Regions from separate parts of the Oncorhynchus mykiss genome. Here region 2 is linked to region 1. The links are chromatin contacts, called in public Hi-C maps. All regions are on one chromosome and are shown on one strand. The core of a region is the stretch at or near the end of the contact, and the rest is flanking DNA. Distances in the headings are between cores, read along the strand shown. Region 1 overlaps LOC110523973 (CBP80/20-dependent translation initiation factor). Region 2 holds the start of LOC110523973 (CBP80/20-dependent translation initiation factor).

Region 1 (7,067 bases), core at 2,818-5,317:
CGTGACAATGGACACCAAGATGCCCCATTATGATCAATATTAGCTGTAGTAGTAGACGTGTTCTGTAAAGTGATATATAGATAATACACTGTTGTAATGTGTTGTCTTTCAGAACGGGAACAGAGAAGGGTCCTTTGACATCCTGGGTACTGACATCTGGGCTGCTAACACCATGGACTCTCATGGGTATGTCATGTATGTAACTATTTACTCATTCATTACTCACCACCACCCCACAGCTCCCCTTCACCACACACACCATAGTAACACCATGGACTCATGGGTATGTCATGTATTGACCAACACGTTTCCTACCCATCAATGGATAGGAAAAATATGCAGTATTACAAGCTTCCACAGATGTATAGCTTGTAGTCTGTTTACATTCACAGGCTTCATTGTCTTTATGGGCGGTTGGATGTGGGTAGTCCAGGTTAGCCTTGACTACACATCCATATCGCTCCTGCCAAACACCACGCTCACTGAGTGTGGATTTGGGTTCCTCCCCGACGTCTTGTAGAATGCAAACACGTTCTGATTGGTCCCAGAAACTGATGGGTTGGGCAAGAGCAGGCCAACACTAATCAAGTCAATGGCTTTGATACTCTGATTGGTTGGAGACTATCCAATCGCTGAATAATTTGTTTTATAACCCCCCCATTTTGACATCGGCACAAATGACTTCTAGGATGGCAGTTTCAGAATGAATGTATAGACTGATTGATAGAGCAGCGGAATTAACTTCAGGATGAGTCGTCAGGCAAGTGGGCTGGTGTCTTCAGCTTTTGAAACTGTACGGTCTCTTGTCCTCATATAGTGGTGGCTACCCTCTCCAGACCAGTCAAGCTGATGCTAGGAAAACATTACCTGCTTTGGTGTTGTCAGACTAGAGATAGAAGAGAGAAAAAAAGCCACAGGGGTCAGACTGTTCTAACAAAATAACTACATTAGCAACGGCTTAGCCTCAGGCTAAATGAAATACATTTACAGCCACACCTTCTTTCAGCATCAGCAAGCTGTTTTTTAATTGCTGATGATATCTGCCCCCTAGCAGCTTAAACAAGGGAAAATGTGGTTTGTTCTGATTTTTTAAAAAGAAGCTGAACCAGCACTGAAAAACAAAGGCTTGAATCTCTTGCGTGACCCGGTAGCTAGGTAGGTGTGTTGAATAAAAGGAGAGCGGTGTTATGTGATGATGACATAGTGGGGGTGGGTGTTGGGTGTCGCCAGTGTAGCTGGAGGCTGCCATGGCGACAGCTGCATGGTAATGCCATGTTAACTTTTCCTCAAAGAGGTTGTTAAATCACGTTGGTATAGAAGGAAGGAAGCCACGTACACAATATGGAAGCCCGCCCTGTTACTACGACAACCTGTAATTGGATTAGTCAGAACCCCTTTTCCAGGACCAGGGGCTGTATTTGCTTACAAACAAGTGTTTATATTCTGTATCAGATTCATGATAGATTAATGTAATGGCTGGATTAAAACTGCCACTTTTTTTTTTTTTGACACTTCAATTTTGTGATTTACGTTTTAATCGGCACACTGAAACATATGGTAACATCGTCTGACTGAGATTTTTAAAGGAGCTATTAGCCGGGCATCATCAGGGGGTCATTTAAAGTAGTTAGGATGACCGGGCATCTTCAGGGGGTGTTCCTAAAGTAGCTAGGCTGCCTATATGCATCATAAGCGGGCAGCTAGGCTTCAGTGGTGTTTTGGGTGATTAAAATGATGATCACATGTCTAAGCCCCCTTGTTTTGGGGGCTTAGAGAAGTGGGCAGATGGTAGAGTAGATGGAGTTAGTGATGTTCTGGAGACAGGAAATGGAGACTTCCCAGTTTATGCTCTGAGTGGATGCTCTAAGAACAGTGGGTGTCTTTCCTGCTATTAACAGACCTCGTCCTGTCCTGTATTGTAGTTGGGCATCCAGCCTGAGTGTATTAACTGTCATGTCATCTTCCTCACCTAAGTTGTGTTGTTTTTGTAGGGGGGCAACATGGGACCTCCAGCCTGAGAAGCTGGACTTCAGCCAGTTCCACAGGAAACCCTTCCGGGGAACACCAAAGCACCTTCCACAAATCGACAGAGAGGGGTCAGTGCATCTTCAGCCTCAATTAAAAAAATTAAATAAAAGGCTCCTGTCCAAAGGCTCCTTGACTTGAACATAGAGGAACATGGTCACTCATGGTCACTCCTAATTCACTCGCTACTTTCTCGCCATTTTCCCTTGGCCCTAACCCTTCAATGTTTCCTCTTTGCAGATCTGAAAGCCCATACATCCCTCCCATTGATCCTCTTCCATGGGATAAACATGACAATGATGATGCTGGTCCATTCCATTACTACTTAGAACTGTAGGTGTCTGTAGCCTCTGCTAGACTCTTCCTTCCCCAGTTCTCTCAGCCTCAGTACTGGGTTATCATATAGGCTCAATCTCAATGAGTCTTTCCACGATTCCTCACAACCTATCCTCACATCCTTCTCAACCATATTGGAGAAGATCCAAGGTCCCGCCCCTCAAACCTTCTTCTCCAATGAGTTTTGAGATGGAGGTGAGAAAAGAGGATGTGAGGAATGGGGGAAAGATGAACTGAGAATGAGCCACAGCCCACTGTATAAGGAAGTCCCTATCAGAGCCCAATCTACCACACCTGTTCATCCTGTCTCCATCCGTGTGTCTGTTTCTGTCTTTCAGGATGATGAAAGGCAAGTTTGAATATGATGATGGGATCAACTTGAACGACATGGAGCAGTTCCTGCCAGGCCTTACCGTAAGTTACCGATCTTCTATCTCTATCCTCTTCTGTAGATAGAAGACTCAATCTTTATCTCTATCTCTTAGAGGTTAGAGCATTGGGCCGGTAACCGAAAGGTTGATGGATCGAATCCCCGAGCTGAAAAAGTAAAAATCGGTCGTTCCGCCCCTGAACTGTTCCCCAGTAGGCCGTCATTGTAATAAGCATTTGTTCTTAACTGGCTTGCCAAGTTAAATAAAGGTTAACATTTTTATAAATAAATAAAAATCCTCTTTCTGCTTTCTATCAAGACCATAAACCTACTTGTTGGTAGGGAGCTCCACCTGATGGTTAGAAGATTGAACAACCGTACTTTAGTGAAAGAAAGGTTTTGAGTATTCTTGTGTGAGTGGAGTGACTACTAGTGGTGAAATATTGTCCCTTTACTGCCACCCTGTGGTAGTTTCAAGGTAAGTTCCATCCATCCTCATCATAATGCACTGTAGTGCTGATGAGACTTAACCTTTCCTGGATCTCTGTATCTATCTTACTAACGCTTGAAAACCCTAAATAGAACACATCCCTAAAGACCAAGATGGGGGTGTAATTTTCTTTAGCTCTGTAGCCAATATAACTGTAAAACAATGCAATTCAGTAAACCTGAATCATCCCAAGGGGCAGTTATTGCTGGCAGGAATAGGATACAGATACAACTAGGTTGGGTCTTGCATGTCTACAGTACTGCGTCACTGTGTGCCAGTCGGGTTTGTCTGCTCTGCAGTGGTCTGCTGACGGGCAGGATGTTGGCACAGGGGCACTGGAGGGTCATGAGGACAGGGCAGGACACCCCCCCCCCCACCGCTGCCCACGTCACAGCCCTGCCAGCCAGCCAGCCATGACGCCAGGCCAAGCAAGTCTCCAGGCTATTGTTATCGTTTCATTGTGACCACCGTCTCCTTTGCCCGACTGCATTCTAAAATACACAGATTCCCCACAACAACATAAGGGAAGGAACTGTGACTGCAAGGATGCAGATGACCCTGAAAGTAAAACTCAAATCATAGCCAAAAAAGTAGAAAATAGACCGAAGACAGTACCTCCTCAAGATGACTGAATATGAGTGTTTATGATCATGCTTCCTCTACTCTGCAGTGCCTGATACTATTTATCATGAGACCTGGCAATGCCAGTCCTGTTTCCCTCACAGTGTTTGTCAATAGTGACATTCAGTGGGTTTGATGCCAATTGCCCTCTGTTGGTCTTAGTAACTCAGCCACATAGAGCTCTCTATTGTCCCCTGCTAGGATCCTGTGACCAGGACCAGCCAGTCAGTCCCTGGGTTTACCTCACTGATAACCTAACTAAATATAGCAGCAGACCACGCCAGGCCTCTAATCCTCTGTGATTGACCGGAGCTATGTGTGTACAATGCCGTGAAAAGATATTTCCACCTTTCTGTTATTCTCTGCATATTTTTTGTTCAATCAAAACCTAATATTAGATCAAGGGAACCCGAGTGAACAAATAACATTTAGATAATTATTTTTATTTTATTAACAAAGTTATTCAACATCAAATGCCCCTGTGTAAACAAGTAATTGCTCCATTACACTCAATAACTGGTTGTGCCACCTTTCGCTGTAATGCCTGCAACCGAACACTTCCTGTATGGAAGAATTTTGGCCCACTCTTCCATGCAGAACCACTTTAACTATGTGACATTTGTGGGTTTTCGAGCATGAACTGCTCGTTTCAGGTCCTGTCACATCTCAATCGGGTTAAGGTCTGGACATTGAGTAGGCCATTCCAAAACTTTAAATGTGCTTCTTTTCAGTCATTCTGATGTACTTTCATATGTGTTTTGAATCATTGTCTTGGTGCATGACCCAGCTGCGCTTCAGCTTACGGACGGATGGCCTGACATTCTCCTTTTAGAATGATCTCATGCAGAGCAGAATTCATGGTTTCTTTGATGATGGCAAGTCGTCCAGGCAGCAACGCTTCCCCATACCTCACAATACCACCACCATGCTTGACTGTTGGTATGACGTTCTAAATGTGGAATGTAGTGTTTGGTTTTCGGCAGGAATAATGGGACCCATGTCGTCAAAAAAGTTCCTTTTGACTTGCCTGTCCATAGAACATTCTTCCAGGAGTCTTGACGATCATCCAGGTGCTAGTTTTGGCAAACTAGAGTTGACTTTTTGGACAATATGGATGCTGTCATTTCTGGCGAAAACCAAACACTGCATTCCACAGTAAGAACCTCATACCAACGGTCAAGCATGGTGGTGGTAGCTGAAGCGCAGCTGGGTCATGCAGTAAGACAATGATCCAAAACACACAAGTCTAAATCAGAATGACTGAAAAGCAACAAATCTAATGTTTTGGAATGAGACTGACGTGCTGCTGGCGTGGGAAGGAAGCTTACTGTATGTTTGTTCCACTTTGTCTCCCTGATGGTGAAAGGTAGTCGGTGTCATGTTTGTGTGTGTGGTTAGATATTGTGTACGTCCTGCCAATCAGAATCATGAATAGGAGTAGGGCTAGTCATATGTGCAGCTTTGGCAGTGTTCAGTAGGGATAAACTGTTAAATGTTTTGGAACAGTGAGGTACTACCTGACATCATCCAATAGCAACACAGATTTTGGTCTGTTGCGAAACGTTTTTGCTTCCGAGTGCCCTACTGAACACAACCCTGATGTAGGCATAATGTCTGAAACTGGCCCTGAGTGCAATGCAATGGGGAACAGGGACACTCTGTGCAGACAGAACTCTGTGTGTCAATGTAACACTGACTAGACCAGTTAGTCAACAGTGACCTACCACTTCCACAGTCTTCACCCTTTAGACTCTAGGGGGGTAGTCTGGGCCAAGAGAATACGTAACCCACAACCCCCCTCTCTTCCACCACTTCCTCAGTCACTTCCGAGAGAGAGGGGTGAGAGGGAGAACATCTCTGCAAGACATGTCCCTCGGGAGCCCTGCTAGCTTCCCTGGAATGCAGCTGATTGCTCCACACACACACACCCCTCCCGACCCTAGCGCCTGTGTTACGATGACAGTGTAGACAGGTTAGATTCTTGCTGGATGAATCCCTGGGGCTGGAGTGAGACGTGCTTCATTAAAGATGAGTCAAGCCCTTTCCCGCTCCTCATTCCCGCTCCTGACATAGTTTACACTGGGAGTGGGTGTGTGTCATGTGGTCCCACCCACCCTTACCCTAGCAGAGATGGTTTACATCAGGTCAGCTTTAAGAGCAGGACATGGCAGGGACCCCTCTCATGTTCCCATAGTTTATAGTGACAGATGGACAGCTCAGTCATTGGGCAGATGATGTCAACAGAAGACGTGCTGTTGTGACATACACAACTATGTGTGCTTTTGGCGGCTGATGTCAACAGGATATGTGTTATTGTGACAGGCCTATACATCTGGGTGCTCTGGGGCATCCTGAGCATGCATGTCAACAACACAACCCATCCACACAACTGAATTTGGTGTGATGTGTTGTCATGCATGGGTCTGTCTATGAAATGAAACCATGTCTGTGACTCGTGTGTGTGTGTGTGTGTGTGTGTGTGTGTGTGGTACTGGGTAGGACAGAAGATTGTGTCTGTAAATATGTACATTTTTAGTACCCTAACAACATCTAGTTGCCCTGTTCAGGATTCGTTCGGTCATAAATCCTGGAAAAAAATCATGGCAATTTGGAAATTGTGTATTCCAGGCCTCAAAAAAATAATACAATCAGAAAAGTCATGGAAATGCGTTTAAAAATGGGTTCATGTAATTAATTTGAGGCAAACGTTATAAATATTGTGGCAATCATATAAAAAAATCGACATATCAGCCATGATCAGAATGATCCTTCAGAGCATGTCTCCGTGTGTACTGTATGTGCATCACCTGCATATAGTATGTGTGCCAATGCGAATGCTCAGTTGGTGACGGAGAGCAAGGGAGACATTGCAGCAACAGGTAGCCTATAAAATAATGATAGACAACCGACTCTTAATTAGATAGCTTGTATCCTGGCTAGATATTTCGCTCTCCGGCTATTTAGCTATTATTAGCATGTGTTAATGTCATTGGTATGTCCTAAAAACTTTCCGCTGACACTCGATAAAATAACCTTAAATGGCCGACGTGCAGAAGGTGAACGGGACAGGTACTACATATTTCGGGTGTAAACAATGTCTCAAGAACTGAATATTAGGAGATGAGAAATACAACACACCACATTCTAAAAATGTGATCAGCTGACTCGAGTGTGTTTGAGCAAGGACGCGTGCTTTGCGTGGAAGCGTGTTTGTGCTCATGTCCT
Region 2 (7,067 bases), core at 2,393-4,892, 34 kb before region 1:
TACCTATTGGTTGTGTGGCCGATTTTCTTATTATAGTTTACCACCTAATTTGGGAGGGAAGTGTATTGTTGGGTTTGTGGTGCCGGCCATGAGAGTCCTTGGAAAAACTGCAACAGAATTGAGGGTTCTGTTCAGGGAATATCATTAGCCGACCCCTCGTTTTAATAAGCGATCCTTTGCAGATGCCACTAAGGTGCAAACCTCCTCCCGATTCGCTGGTGTTTAGCTGCCCCAAAATGGAGTTGCATGTGCCTTAGATCAAATTCGAAATTTGACTATTAAAGTTGAGAAAACGGAAAATGCTACTAGAGACACCTTGATTGCTCTGAACGAGGAAGTGAAAGCACTCAGCAAGGTCACCCTGCAAAACAGGGAGGCACTTAACTACTTATTGTCTGGTCAAGGAGGTACTGGCGATAAATGCTGGAATTTTGTCCCAGATGTGTCATCAAATGTGACTGATCTTGCTAACTACATTGCCACTGTTGAAAAGTCTCATTCTGGGAAATTAGAGTGGGTGTTTACTGGTTGGCTGCAAGGCCTCTTTGGAGCTTGGGGCTCCCAGATAGCTCAGTGGGTGATAGCTGGAATATTTTGTTTAATGTGTTTAACCATTTTGCTTTGTTGTTGTAAGGCCATTTGTGCTTCCCTGGCAACTCAAGTCTCAGCAACTGTCATGTACTAAAGAAGGTGATACTGATAACTTGCTGTCTCTCCAGAAACTCCCATTTCCCCCTATAATGGATGATAATATGCAATAATTAGTTAGTATCCATGCTTGATTAAGTACCTGAGGGTTTTAAGTTAGGTTGTTAAACGATAGCAACCTTCTAATGCAAAGGGTAATGGAAAAAGGATCAAATATGAAGACAGATTTTTGTCTATTGTTATGCCTATTACATGTAAGAATCAGTATTTACTAAATGCACTCCTGATGATAGACTGAATGTATGTTAAGAAGTCAAAGAAAAATGTGTTATCACATATTTGGATAAAAGGAGGGAGTGTAGTGGAAATGTTTTTTGTCCTCTGTGTGTCTCCAAAATGTGTGACTACATATAGCGTATTGTTTCTTGTTTTTGTGTTAGGATGTTCTGTGACTGCTCTCAGGGAGGGGACTGATAGGTGAACAGAAGGAATGGAATACATAGTTTCTAGGCGTTGGGCCAAAGTAACAATGTGTGCAAGGTCATGATCAATTTGAGCATGAGCATAAAGACTGCTGAAGGGAGAACATCCCTTCAGAGCTTCTGACAGACTTGTACTTTGAGTATTAAGTTTGCTGTAACCTCTCCCGGTAATAATAAAGATCTATTCATTTAACTTCGACTTTGAGTCCTTGATGGTCATTTCTACGACAGCCACCGACTTGACTAAAGTGATCTGCTCAAACGCGCCCATTGGTTCATACCCAGTTAGGAGGCTCTGATGTTGGCTCAGGGGTTTCTCCCTGTTTGTTATTTTGAGAATATGTATGCACTGAGCTTTGTAATATTTTGAGTTGATGAATTGTATACACTTTTTTGTTCTATGGCAAGGGATTTATGAACGTCATGCCATGGTTATGAGTTTAAATCTGTGATATACCAGTGGAGGCTGCTGAGGGGAGAACAGCTCATAATAATGGCCGGAAAGGAGCAAATGGAATGGCATCAAAGACCTGGAAACTATATGTTTGATGTATTTGATACCATGTTAGCTAAATGTAGTAATGAATAAATAGGCTACATTTCTTTAAATGGACAATTCTGTCAATTGATAGCAAAGGTGTCAGCTAGAGATGATGTGCAGGGGCTTGCAGGGATTTGTAGTTTTGCATGATGTCTACTTTGATGCCATTAGCATTTTTAAAACTGAGAGTAAATAGAGCCGGACGTGTTAATAAAACTCACCTTGTCCAAGAGAGATTTACATGGTTATCAAAATGTCACGCCAGGGTCAGCTTAAACAAAACACAGCCCATATTTGAAGTGTTTCTAAAATCCCCTATGGGAAAATCAATGGTGGAAAAACAGTTTTTTTCCTGTTTGACCACTAGGTTTTATGGGTATTATGACACCTCCACTGTGGGGTTCTATAGGCCTAAATCTAATAGCTGTAGTTCACTCTAAAAGTGTTTGATAGACAGATTTATATAGCTTTTGTATTTTGTATTTGTATTTTCTGGATCCATTTGTATATTAAAATCGACTGACACCTTGCAGTAAATTAAACACCTGACTTCCCCATAAAGACAGTTGTCCAGCATCACCTTCCCACCATCTCCCTTGGCTGTAAGACATGTTACTTGTATCTTTTTTTTTTTACACAACTTTTCTTCCTCTCATCTGGAAGCATAAGGTGCTGTCTACACACTAAATATGGTAATGTCACAAATTCAGAGGTTCATGAAAATATGTGATGACCAGTCAACCTGTGAATTTAATCTGTTTCAGTATTCTATAAAAGCAGTTTGGTTGAATGATTCCAGAAGCTACATTGCAGCGGACAACATAACGTTTCTAAATAGGGCGTTGGGCCACCACGAGCAGCCAGAACAGCTTCAATTAACCTTGCCATAGATTTTACAAGTGTCTGGAATTCTATTGGAGGGATACTACACCATTCTTCCACGAGAAATGTAATTATTTGGTGATTTGTTGATGGTGGTGGAAAACGTTGTCTCGGGCACCACTCCAGAATCTCACCTAAGTGATCAATTGGGTTGAGATCTAGTGACTGAGACACACACACACACACACACACACACACACACACACACACACACACACACACACACACACACACACACACACACACACACACACACATTAAACCCCTATGCTCCTTTGAGACCCCTTCTAGCCAAGTCACTGAGATCTCTTCTTCTAGCCATGGTGGCCAACTGGGCATTTTTATAAATAAGCATGGTGGGATGTTAATTAACTTAGGAAACACACCTGTGTGGAAGCACCTGCTTTCAATTTCCTTTGTATCCTCCATTTCAAGTATTTCCTTTACTTTGGCAGTTACCTATACATTTACACTGCCTGATTAAAATGTCGTTGCACAATCATGATTGCAAAAGTTGTATTTCATCCAGTACCCACAAGGGGTCACTTGTGGACTTAAGTAAAAATACAATACATGCCATTTGCTACATACACCACAAAGAGATTCTCTCTGCTTGAGTTACTTCGTTGGACACACAGATAAAAACCCATCACTGCGCTCAAATCAATTAACACCATAACAAAGCAAAAACTCCTTGTCTTAAAACATGGTTGTTGTTTGATTTTATTTATAGATAACAATAAATGGTACAGTCTATTGTATAACAACGCAGGCTGTTGCATGAGAAGGTCCGTACCTTCGAATCTATTTAAACACAAAAATATAAATTGTATGAAATAAAATTTAAATAAACATTTGAACAGTGGATAATTTGTACCGTAATAGCATTAGAATAGGCCTAGATAAAACACAGCACAGGGACAATAAAAAACATCAATATACTGAAATTGACTTCAGAAATAATAAAACACATCAAATGTCCCCCAATAACCTCATATATCCTTCTAAAATGTCTGTATAAGCCTGTATCATTACAACATATATACATTTCAACAAGACTGCGATGTCTCACTAGAACTCCAGCTCCCAGAATCCAAGCCTCCACGTACACATGTCCTGCGAGCAAACCGGACTAAACGTCACATTCATGCGTTTCCCCTGCTTGTGTGTCTGGGAGCGTAATCTTTTCCTTCCGAATACGTTTCTCTCTCGAGAAATATACCCATGACACAGTGGGTTTAATATCAGGAGGTGATCCCGGATTCCCCAGCCGTCCGAATCCAATATCTGGGTGAGGATATTGTTTTCTGTAAATGGTTTTAACTTTCGCTATCTAGCTGAAATAATGTTTGCCAGTTGAGTGTTGGTCTAAAGCTAGGTACGGTGTGTGATCAGATCCAATGTTGTGCATGTTTTCGCTGCCTGAGACATGGTGTGGCTAAATTATGATTATGAAAGACATTTCAACTGATTGTGGCTCGACAGAAAGCTGTGACTGGCTTGTAAACTTAAAAGTTATGACAGTAGGCAACGTTGGGGTTTGAGCATGAATTAAACTAACGTAGGTAACGTTAACTAGCGTGATGGCGCCCGAGGCCGGACAGATGTGTGGTCATTATTTTTTTTCTGATAGTCAACATGAGGCACGCGTCCGGTAAAATAAAACACACTGAAAAAGATTCCATATCGAAAATACGTTTTTTTGTTGTTGTTGTTGTTATTATTAGCTAGCGAGCATGTGTTACTCTCAAACCATCTGCTAAGTGTTGTCCCAGCGGAGACGTTAGTAGTTGCTAACTAGCTAGCTACACAGCTAGTCGATTCTTATGGTCGCTGCAGTATCGAACTTTTTGGTTCAACCCGAGCAAGTTCACATATAAATGTAGTTCTAGATCTGTGTCATTGAAAGCAAGTCTAAGACGCGGTAGATCTGTTGTTTGCGCCATTTTCTACGCTTCTCCTTAAGTTTAGTTTTTGAGTCTTTTACTTTTGATTTTGTACACCAGCTTCAAACACCTGAAAATACTATATTTTTGGTTATTGAAAATATATTTCAGTGGTTAAGATGGTACACGGATTATCTACACTGCTTGTTTTGTCACAAACAGAAATTAGGCTTAGAATTTTAGCTAAATATAAAAAATAAAGGATCCATATTTATTTGGCCATACTGGTATTAGCCCATACAAACGCGCTGAATAACAGGTAGACACCCCCCCCCCCCCCCCCCCCCCACACACACACACAAAAAAAATCAAAAGGAAGTTTGTTCTGAAGTGTCTGTCAATATATATATTGTATGTATGTATGACAGACACTTCAGAACAAACTTCCTTTTGATTTTTTTGTTGTTGCCAAAGGGCACTTAATAAGGGCAAAAAAATAAATAATAATAATACATACTATATATTTCCCCAGTGGAAATCGAATTTGCATAAGACTGTTAAGTGCCAAAGGGCACTTAATAAGAGCACATGATAAAAAAAAAAGAGAGAGAATACAAACATATATATATATATTTATTTTACATGTGCTCTTATTAAGTGCCCTTTGGCACTTAACAGTCTTATGCAAATTAGATTTCCACTGGGGTGTGGACATCGACCTTAGGGTGTTAACATAAAGCTAGGACAATAAACTGAAAATTAACCTACTCACCTTGCCCTCCTCTTACCAAAGTTTTTTGCTTAGCTCATAATTTTCGGGGATTTTGTTCTGTTTGTTCGAAAACCACTGGTCAACAGTAATAACCTATGCATTATGATTCCTGCTATAAAAGTATCTGCCTGTCCCTGTTTTATTGTCGGCTGCTGTGTGTGCAAGCCCCTCTTCACTCATATGACAATATGACCAGCATATGACAATTGTTCAAAATGCAATTGTGGAAAAATAACGTTTTCAAAGCAGCTACTGATCTAGTTAGACAGCAGTCACAGCTTTCTGTGTGTATTTAATGTATATTGGTTCATGGCACCACTTTACAACCAGAGTAAGCTATGTAGTATGGTTTTGAAGTGCCCGCAGAGCTCTCCATTTTCACTTAAGTAGCCTAGACCTAGCACTGGAAAGTTTTGTAGGGCATTACATTTACTGATCAATTAATCAATTAGTCTACATGGCTATCTAGCAACAATGTCATATTTAGTTGGCATACCTGCTAAGTGTTTTGAGTTCACACTTCCTTAGGCGGTGAAAAGGCTAATAATATAGCCTGGGCCTATGCACAAAGATGTCGGCAAATCCATCTCTGAAGAACCCAAAATAAATCTGATCATTCTGGATTCTATAGGTTGCACATCAAAATATCGATCTTGAATTACCTGCATATGTTAGATTAAATAACTTTTTTTAATCATAGGCAATTCCATCTGGGTTGTTGTCATGAATCAAGCCTGTCTATCAGCACAACCCACCCCATTATAGTGCACACTAGAGGTCAACCGATTAACTAGGGCCGATTTTCAAGTTTTCATAACAATTGGTAATCAGGCTTTTTGGATGCCGATTACATTGCAATCCATGAGGAAACTGCGTGGCAGGCTGACCACCTGTTACGCGAGTGCAGCGTCAAAAGGACCTTGTGGCTGCAATGAGCCAAGGTAAGTTGCTAGCTAGCATTAAACTTATCTTATAAAAAACAATCAATCTTCACATAATCACTAGTTAACTACACATGGTTGATGATATTCCTAGGTTAACTAGCTTGTCCTGCTTTGCATGTAATCAATGCGGTGCCTGTTCATTTATCGTCGAATCACAGCCTAATTCAACTTCGCCGAACGGGTGATGATTTAACAAAAGTGCATTTGCGAAAAAAGCACTTTCGATGCACAAATGCACCTAACCATAAACATCAATGCCTTTCTTAAAATCAATACACAGAAGTATATATTTTTAAACCTGCATATTTAGTTAAAATAAATGCATGTTAGCAGGAAATTTGATCTTGGGAAATTGTCACTTCTCGTGCGTTCAGTGCAAGCAGAGTCAGGGTACATGTAACAGTTTGGGCCACCTGGCTCGTTGTGAACTGTTTCTTCCTAATAAAGACCATAATTAATTAGCCAGAATTGTACATAATTCTGACATAACATTGAAGGTTGTGCAATGTAACAGCAATATTTAGACTTATGGTTGCCACCCGTTAAACAAAATATGTAATAGTTCCGTATTTCGCTGAAAGAGTAAACGTTTTGTTTTCGAAATGATCGTTTCCGGATTTGACCATATTAATGGACCAAAGGCTCATAATTCTGTGTGTTATTATAATTAATTCTATGATTTGATATTTGATAGAGCGGTCTGACTGAGTGGTGGTAGGCAGCAGCAGGCTCGTAGGCATTCATTCAAACAGCACTTTACTGCATTTGCGAGCAGCTCTTAGTCATACGTGATGCACAGCGCTGTTTATGACTTCAAGTCTATCAACTCCAGAGATTAGGCTGGCAATACTAAAGTGCCTATAAGAAGATCCAATAGTCAAACGGATATGAAAAACAAATGGTATAGAGAGA

What was found. Hi-C and Micro-C count contacts between places; a contact is called where the count stands out from the background.
Region 2: a Hi-C map of liver shows a contact between it and region 1, with 7 times the contacts expected there. A contact is called at or near these places in 3 of 3 Hi-C or Micro-C datasets (blood and liver).

Annotation. Positions count from the first base shown.
Region 1 is chr5:47,625,396-47,632,462 of USDA_OmykA_1.1, reverse strand. It overlaps LOC110523973 (CBP80/20-dependent translation initiation factor), which reads left to right. Exons shown (of 14, transcript XM_021603172.2): 5 at 113-195; 6 at 1,992-2,096; 7 at 2,266-2,358; 8 at 2,700-2,775. Among protein-coding and RNA genes, the nearest start is that of LOC110523973, 34 kb to the left of the region's middle.
Region 2 is chr5:47,659,243-47,666,309 of USDA_OmykA_1.1, reverse strand. LOC110523973 (CBP80/20-dependent translation initiation factor) reads left to right here and starts at 3,642. Exons shown (of 14, transcript XM_021603172.2): 1 at 3,642-3,844.